Regions from separate parts of the Mus musculus genome. Here region 1 is linked to region 2. Evidence: chromatin contacts called from public HiChIP or PLAC-seq data. All regions are on one chromosome and are shown on one strand. Each heading gives the region's core, a stretch centred on a gene start, on an enhancer-like site or on the middle of the called end of the contact. The rest is flanking DNA. Distances are from core to core; before and after follow the strand shown.

Region 1 (4,143 bases), core at 531-3,030, 430 kb before region 2:
CCAGATCTCGTTACGGATGGTTGTGAGCCACCATGTGGTTGCTGGGATTTGAACTCCGGACCTTCGGAAGAACAGTCGGGTGCTCTTACCCACTGAGCCATCTCACCAGCCCCCGGCTCCACTCTTGTATATAAGCAGTGGGAGGTTTGGAGGCATTTTAGGGACCTCAGCTTGTTTGTCAGCAGTGTTTAGGAGGCAGGATGAACTTGGTCACTCAGAAGCTGGTGGTACAGTCCTTCCTTCTGACCCAGAGTAAGGAATCCCATCCTGTTTCCTGCGGTCTCTCTCCTTCACTCCCCCCCCCCCCCCCAGCATCAGTTTCATCCTCCCTGGCTTCTTTGGGCATCACATAGCTTTTCTCTGCAGCCCAGAAGGCAGAGTGGCTTGGAGATCGTTGGAACCTCAGGTGAAGCCTCATCCGGCTCTTTCCCCGAACCTGGGCTGGCGTGAGCTCTCTAGGAAGATCCTGGCCAAGCTGGGGAGAGCATCTCCTTTTAGGGAGTGTGGTGAATTAGATCGCTTTCTGCACCCTGCTGTTGCAATGGCACAGGCTGTGGAGGAAGATTCTCGGAGGAGCTCTGTTTTAATGTAGCAATTTGATTCAATTTTCCACTCTATAAAATTACCCATCACCGCTCGTTGCTTCCTAACAGACACCTTCACTCTTAATTTAACAATCCTATCGAATTCTGCCAGGGAAATTGGAAAAATTTATCACCTGTGAAATTTTATTTTCCTTTGGTTGTATCTGTTTTTGTAAAACTTCATTAACGACGATGACTTGCTGAGGAAATTATCATTTTTTTTTTAACTTCAGACACAAGAAATGGCTCGACCTCAACCAAGATATCATTTGCATAATAAAACACAACAACAACAACAACAACAACAACCACCACCACCGCCGCCGCCGCCAGGGGAAGTGGAGTCTGGCAGAGGCTGGAGGACTGAGGAGGATTGAACACTTCTTGGTGGGGCTTTGAGGACACACAGACTTGCAACTTGACTCAGAGAGCAATGACGTCGCTTGTCTCTCAGGCAAGAGACAAATAGGGAATACCTACTTAAGAAGGCTGGGTCCTCCTCTTAGGAAGCCTTGAGATGCAATTATTTACTGATAATGCTTTTAGCAAGGGGCCCTGTCTTCTGGGGCCTAAGTGTTGGGTTCACCTTAGTTTCCAGGTTCATCTGGGATGCAGGCTTAAATTGCTATAAATTTTGGCTTAATTTGAATTTCTTAGCAGAGTACTAAACTCCTGGCAAATTTCCACAGGAGCGCTTCCTGAATGGACTTGAAGATTCAGCTTTCCCATTGTCTAAATACCTCACAATTAAAAGGCTCAGGCTCCGGCTTTCCAGTCTGACCCCCACTGTGTTCTGTACTGTTCACCAGCTGCTGGATTCCCACCAGAAGTGGCTCTGCGGGAACAGTGATGACTGTGCGTTTTCTGAGATGCTAGTGAGCCTGCCTTGTGAAGGGGAGGGCTCCAGAGTCAACCGGCCCCAGCACGGGGAGAGGCGAGGCAGGGTAGGCTTACTCTGAGGAGATGAGATTTGACTCTGGGCGATGATGAGGTGTGTTCTATCAGAGTTTTACTGTATCAAGACCATTGTTGGCATCTGCACAATCCAGACTTTGGAAATCCTCCGTACCTTTGAGACAATGCTTTATCCTTCTCCAGATTCTACAGAAAGTAAGCCAGGGCTAGAGAGTTATGAGAACGCACCCCCAAACTCACAGCTAGCCAATGAGAAACAGAGGGAGTGGTCTCTAGCCTTTAACCTTCATGGCTCAAGAACAAGTGACGTCACGTCACGTGGTACCGCTGAAAGAGGATTTCATCTTGTTCCCAGAACAAGGCAGAGTCACCGGGCTTTTTACACCATCTCCTTCAGACAGTGAACCTTGAATAGGGATAACTTTGGGGGCTGTTTCGTTCTTTCGCATGTCAAGAGTTTTTTGTTTTTGTTGTTGTTTTTCTGAGCAGCAGGAGGTGGGTAGTTAGCCGGTGATGTATCTTACCTGGTAGGACTTCATAAATGTCCTCCTCTTTCTCAGTAGGCTCAGGCAAGGCCATGGCTCTGCACTGGGAGCCAGACCTTGGGGAGTCAAAGCCATCGACGTCATTGTACATTTCTTCCTCTTCTTTCTCTTCTTCCTCCTCTTCCTCCTCCTCCTCTTCGAAGGGAATGGTTAAGGAGCTAAGATCTGCAGCGGGAGCAAAGATAAGAATGAATAAAGATAGAAAAAAAAAGAAGTATAGGAAAGGAGGAGGTGAGAGAGGAGGAGGGATGAGAATAAAACATGTCAGGAGAAAATGAAACACTAGGTTAAGGGCTGTTATTTCTAATGCGGGCCTCAGTGGCAGGAAATCTACAGAAAAGGCCAGCCCGTCACTGCATCAGGTTTAACCCACCAACATAAATCCTCCCTGGCAATAAAACGTGGTCAGGATGAAGCAGCCCAGAAAAGTATGGGTATGGGAACGGAAACGCAAGGTGAAAGGAAGAAAATAGGCCAGGCGAGGCATTGCCTGTGTCCTATGCTCTGCTCGCCAAGCAGAAAACCGGATCGGTGAGCGATGGCTCCAAGTTGGCCAGGGTGACAGAGCCCAGGCAATATGGCGGAGTCTGAGCTCTCAGACGTTCATTTCCCGGTGGTCTCACTGTGGAATTCAGACAAATTTGTTCGTGGAGAGGGAAGAAAAACAAATGAGGAAAAGCAGCAGAAGAAAAGAAATGGGGGCACGGGAAAACACAACCGTGGTGTGACCAGACGGAATGGCCAAACAGCACAGTTACCATGTCCTTTTGCGGCCTGGATGACCTCAAAGTGGGTCACTGAGGAGGGGGTGTTCAGCCATTACCGCACTGGTGAGCACCAGGGCGGGGAGAAAGATTGGTTTCAATTCTGATAGGGGGATGGGAAGCTTGTTCTCTGCCTTCAGTGTGCTCCCGGAACCCCCACCCCCACCCCCACCCCACCACCGAGGGGCCGCTGCAGGACCCAGCGAGCACACTGAGCATACTCTGGGGACAGGAAGGATGGAGAGACAGGAACGGTTCATTTCGAAGCACAATAAAACTGCTTGGCTTGATTAGGCTTTTAATAAAGATTTCCCAACAAATTTCATCTGAATTCCGGCGACTTCATAGGAGGAAAGGATCAAAGGCACATTTGCGGCTGAAACCATATGTTATTATTTTGTTTGTTTTAAAATAAAATGGAATGAATAATTTCTTCAATGTGAGATTCTGAAAGTACCACAGGGTACAGCTCAATAAAGCTGCTTTGAGTTTTATTGAGGTTTATACACTTAGGGGTATATTACACGCATAAATCCTAGGCACCTAGATGAGAGTGTACCCTGTAGCCTCACCATCAACGCCCGTGTCTGCCTAGCTCCAGCCTATTATATGGGATGCTGCTGGTGCACGCAGTAGTTTGTTTTTGTGATAGCAGAGGTATAACTGAGGAAAAGAGGCAATTCTTGTAATTAAGGCTGGGGCGCTTTCTTCTTTTTTATCCACCATAAAATCTTACGGCAGAATAATAAACCGTGATGAGAAAGCTTGGTGTTTTTAGGTGGATTGTGTTTCTCCTTGAGACATGGGCCACGTACGGAGTTGGTGTTCTTGCATCTTACTGAGGCTCGTATGATGGTGTATGAAGGTCCTCTTAGGCCAAATCTACCTGTTTGGTCACTCTCAGGGGAAGGCTTCCTGGGCCATTGTGGCTGCTGCACCAGGCCTTCTGGCTGGCCAGCAGAGGGTACTCTAAGAACAGCCTTTAACCTCTTCAGGCAGGGCTCTTGCCATTCCCAAGGCAAGGTACATTTTATTGTGGCTTGGGAAACGACCATTTATTTTTAATGTCCAGTGTCCCTGACAGCCACCTAGATGAGTTTAAAACTCAACTTTTTAACAGAAAGGGAAAACAGGAGAGGAAGGACTTGGATCTCAATGACATGACGATTACTATGCAGGATTACCTTTGCAGATAAAAGGGGTGAAGTGGGGAGAGGACACTTAGCTAAGCAGCTTTCTGAATCTTTCCCAAATGACGATTAGTGGCTTGTCTACATGGTGTCAGTGGGTGAGCTATGACATCAGAGGTGACCTGACGCCTTTTCTTCCCATTCT
Region 2 (3,897 bases), core at 767-3,266:
GTGGAATGGGGAAGAGACAAGGACATTATTTCCTTGGACCTTGGCATTAGTAGACTGACAGAACTTGGCTCTGATGATTCCTTCCCAGTAAGTATCAAGCAAGGTCTGACTACTGCCTGCCTTCCTGCACATGAAACCTACTTGTCTGAAGCAATATTTGGGCCTCCAGGACTGCAAGGAAGAAAAGAATGACCAGAGTCTACGAGAGAGAGCAAGGTGAAGATTCCTATGGTGGGGCAAAAGGGTATCTGAGAACTCCCAGCATAGGCTCAGAACCCCAAGGAGACTGGGGAGATGCTGGTATCCGCCCTCTTGGGAAGGAGACAGGAGAGGGGAGAGAGGCTAAGGACCTTAATTTCAAGTCAGCTATAAGCCAAGCTGAAATATTTACGAGGTGGGGGGGGGGAGGGACTTTGATAAACCAACTGGAAGGTCAGTTCAATTACAGGGTAGGTAACAGGAACCGTGAAGAACAATAGTCAAGAAATGGTTTCCTCGTGGCCCCCAAGCCCATGAGTATAGGAGTCTCTGGCCCGGTTGGGTCTTCTGAGCCTTGGAGTTGGCTCCCAAGCCCACCTGCCTCGGGGAAATGTAAAAGGTGTGCGAGGAAGCTGTGAAGGAGACCTGAGGGAAGAAAACCTATGGTTCTTAAAGCATCGTGCACTCCCTAAATCTTGATTTGGTTCTGAAGAGTCCTAGCCCTCCCCAAGAGGAGAGTCATCTTTCTGGAGTGATACCACCAAACTTGGCTGTTCCTCAGGGGCCCACAGAGCCCTTGGAAAGACACCTGGAAAAAAAAAATAACAAACAACCTATGCTCTCCTGGGGAGCTGACGGGCCTTCTAAGTCCATCAGGAGGTGGGGGTCAGTAGACTCATCGCTCTGGGTCTCAGACTAACTCCTTCACCACTCTTTGACTCTGTGTCCCTGTCTGGGTCCTCATCTCTTCTGTTTCCTCTCCCCCATCCCACCAGGCCTCTAGAGCCCACCTCTAATTGTCCTGATGGGAATAATGGGGGAGCGGGGTTGGCTAGAAAGGAAGGGGGAGGGGAGAATCGCTTAGCGCCATGGCCCCCTCCTCCATATCTTGCCCAAGCTAGGGCTGGGGGGACACACCCAGAACTGAGCTCTCAGGCAGGGAAGGGGGGAGAGAGAAGAGAAAGACCCTAATGGCTATTCTCTGCAAACCCCAGCCTTTCTAGGCAAGACAAACGGCCTCGTCTCCAGCCCGTGCCGGCGCTGCTGATAAATATTTAAAGCTAAAAGGCCGGGAGGAAGGGTTGGGGGCGGGCTGGGGGCTTTGAGCTCTGTGGCGTCGGCAAAAAGAGATCCGCTAGGGCCTGAGAGCACTGAGCAAAACTGGGAGTGGGGGTGGCGCGCGTGGTCCCAGCCCAGACTTAAACGGCGTGGCAATGGCCGATCTGCAGCCGGGAATAACCTGGACACAGAGAAGGGTGCCCTGGCCGGAAGGGAGCCCTTCTGGGGACCGTGGCCCGGACACTGCGGCTCGGGACCGCTCAGAGCGCGGCTTTACCTGAGCTTCGCATCCAGGGGTAGATCCGGAAGTTACTCTCGGCCGCCAAGTCCGAGTCCCTCTGCTCCTTGGCGCCAGCCGCCTTGGCGGGGTCGCCCGGACACACCCCGGAGAGGTTCTGCTCAAAGGGCGCGCAGTGCATGTTGAAGGAACTCGGTTCGAGCCCGTAGCCGGCCGCATAGACGCCAGCCGCGCTCTGGCCCGCCATGGCCCCCCCGCCGGAGTACAGACCCTGCACCGAGGCGGAGAAAGGAGCGCCCGGACCTGCTCCATAGCCCGGGCGCTGGGGGTTGGAAGCAAAGGCGCAAGAAGTTTGTTCGGGGAAGGCTCCTGGAGCGAAAACCGAACTTGCGGCTGGATATTTAGAAAATAAAGCATTCGCATAATACAATGAACTCATAATTTGGCCGGATGATTTGTAGTCGGGGACGTTTTAGTGTCGGTTTTACGAGATTCCTTGATATATTACAGAATTAGAGTCCAGATTTACACCAAAAGGACCCCCTTTTTCCTCTTCTGACCACGTGACCCCGGCCCACGTGATATCCCCTCGGCCAATGGTATGACGGCCTCCCGGAGGCTCCCAGTAATGTGGAAAAAATTGTGTGGCGTTGGATTTATAAAATATGATCAATAATGAATGGGAAGGCCGAGCTCTGCGGATTGGGGCTGGGGGCTTAAGGGCCGCTGTCGACCCCCGCGGGCTGGAGGCAGCTTGCAGGCGAGATTTGGGGAAGAAGGAATTGAGTGGAAGAGAAAATAAATAACCTCTGAGGGAACCGTGTTGTCATCCCCCACCCATTTCCCCCAGCCGGTTACAGAGCGAGAGAGACGCAGGGATTGAATGTTCGCAACTTGGTGGGTGGGTGCTGGCCGAATATTTATTAATTTGGGTTAATTCATCCGAGCTGCTGCTCTTCTCCCAAGAGGAGGCGAGCCTGGCCTCCCGGTTGTCTTAGTGCCCCAGTTGTAGTAACTAGATGTGACCAAGGCGTCCCTAAGGCAGAGATCCAACCCAATAAGGCGTTGGACGCTGAGATTTCTGATGACAATAAAAAGATATACAAAATTTAAAAAGAATGGAATGGGGGCTGGGAGAAAAAGGAAGGGAGGAAGGAGGCTTGGGTCCGGCTCGCTGCTTTCCCGGTTCCGGAAGGCGGATGCCTCACTCACTGGAGCGTGGCTGCCAGGAAGGCAGAAGCAACGAAGGAAGGAAGGCTGCGGCAAGCCGAGGCCTAGAAACTGGGAGAAAGTGACGACGTCCCAGAGAGGGGAGGTAGGGAGGAACCGCTTCCCTCTGCTCCTGTTTCCCCAACCTGAGTCCAAGGAAAAAATGGAAATAGAAACTCAGAAGTCTTGCGCTGCATCTTTCTCACCCCCCCGTACCCCCCCCCCCAAACACACACACACACACACACACACACACACACACACACACACACACACGGAAACAAAGAGAAAAGCGGCGGGGGACACTAGCCACCAGCCTGGGTAGATCTCTTCCCAAGAGCGGCCTGGGCGCTGGAGTCTCCCTGGTCCTTCAGCCTCAGAATGCAAGGGGAGGGGGTTTCTCTTGGCTCCCCTCCCTCGATCCTCTCTCCTCCAATCACGTTCAGCCGCCTCCCTCACCCCCTGCGCCCCTGGGCCCAGGGACTCGCACCACCTGCTTCCAGCCCCCGCCCCCGCCCCCTCCTCTCAGCGACCTAGCCTAGGCCAGCCCAGGAGCCTGCTGACCAGCTCCCCCCCACCCCCAGCCCTGCAAGGCGCCTAGGAGCGAATGAGGAGCGGCGGCCCGGGCCAGTCTCGGGTTCTCGCTTGTAAACTTTATTGTAACTCTTCCGCCCTTTTCAGGCGCAGACAACAGAACAAAGTATAGAGGAACAACAAAATATATAATTAGCCCTCCCTCCCCCCCATAAAGCAATTCACAGATACAGGATACATTCTCTTCACAGTAAACCTAAGAACACTTTTAACAATGCTCACAGCGCGCATGCTAACTAAAGTAATCTCTTTTGAGAAACACTTAAGACAAAATTGTCAAACCAAAGGGGGTGGGGGTGGGGGGACAGGAGGAAAAGAGAGAAGCAAGAGAGAAAGCCAGCTAGGGAGGGCAGCGGGGAGAGGGGGTTGCGAGGAAAGATGGGGACGCGGTGAGAGAAAGAGAGCGAGAGAAAGAGAGAAAGTGAGCGGGAGACAGAAAGAATTACGGCGTGAATAGGCAGTTTCATGTTGTTGGGAAAACTTAGCAGAAATCGGTACCTCGGTCATTACAAAGAAGCACGTTCAAAGGAAACAGACCATTGCACAAGGAGGCTTTTTTACATGGGGCGGGGGCGAGGGGGTTCTGCCAGGCCGCAGTC

Evidence for each region. HiChIP or PLAC-seq counts read pairs in DNA pulled down with a chosen protein or histone mark.
Region 1: an H3K4me3 HiChIP or PLAC-seq map of stem cell-derived neural progenitor cells shows a contact between it and region 2, with 42 read pairs. The contact joins the enhancer-like site here to the promoter of Hoxb7 in region 2. A contact is called at or near these places in 21 of 39 promoter capture datasets (3T3-L1-derived adipocytes, the C10 cell line, the HPC-7 cell line and 13 more), 6 of 484 Hi-C or Micro-C datasets (the AML12 cell line, embryonic fibroblasts, embryonic stem cells and 3 more), 13 of 115 datasets of contacts at active chromatin or transcription factors (craniofacial prominence, embryonic basal ganglia, embryonic forebrain and 7 more) and 5 of 9 other capture datasets (adipose tissue, embryonic trunk, liver and 2 more).

Annotation. Positions count from the first base shown.
Region 1 is chr11:96,711,083-96,715,225 of GRCm38.p6, reverse strand. It overlaps Skap1 (src family associated phosphoprotein 1), which reads right to left. Exons shown (of 12, transcript NM_001177899.1): 9 at 2,024-2,209. Among named protein-coding and RNA genes, the nearest start is that of Snx11, 64 kb to the left of the region's middle. Within about 2 kb of position 1,780, at least 21 of the 459 cell types and tissues checked have an H3K27ac peak or open chromatin away from gene starts, as enhancers often do. A contact at or near this core is called in embryonic stem cells and stem cell-derived neural progenitor cells, where this site is marked.
Region 2 is chr11:96,284,765-96,288,661 of GRCm38.p6, reverse strand. Hoxb7 (homeobox B7) reads right to left here and starts at 2,016. Exons shown (of 2, transcript NM_010460.2): 1 at 1,535-2,016. The coding sequence starts at 1,934. It overlaps Hoxb8 (homeobox B8), which reads right to left. Exons shown (of 2, transcript NM_010461.2): 2 at 3,337-3,897.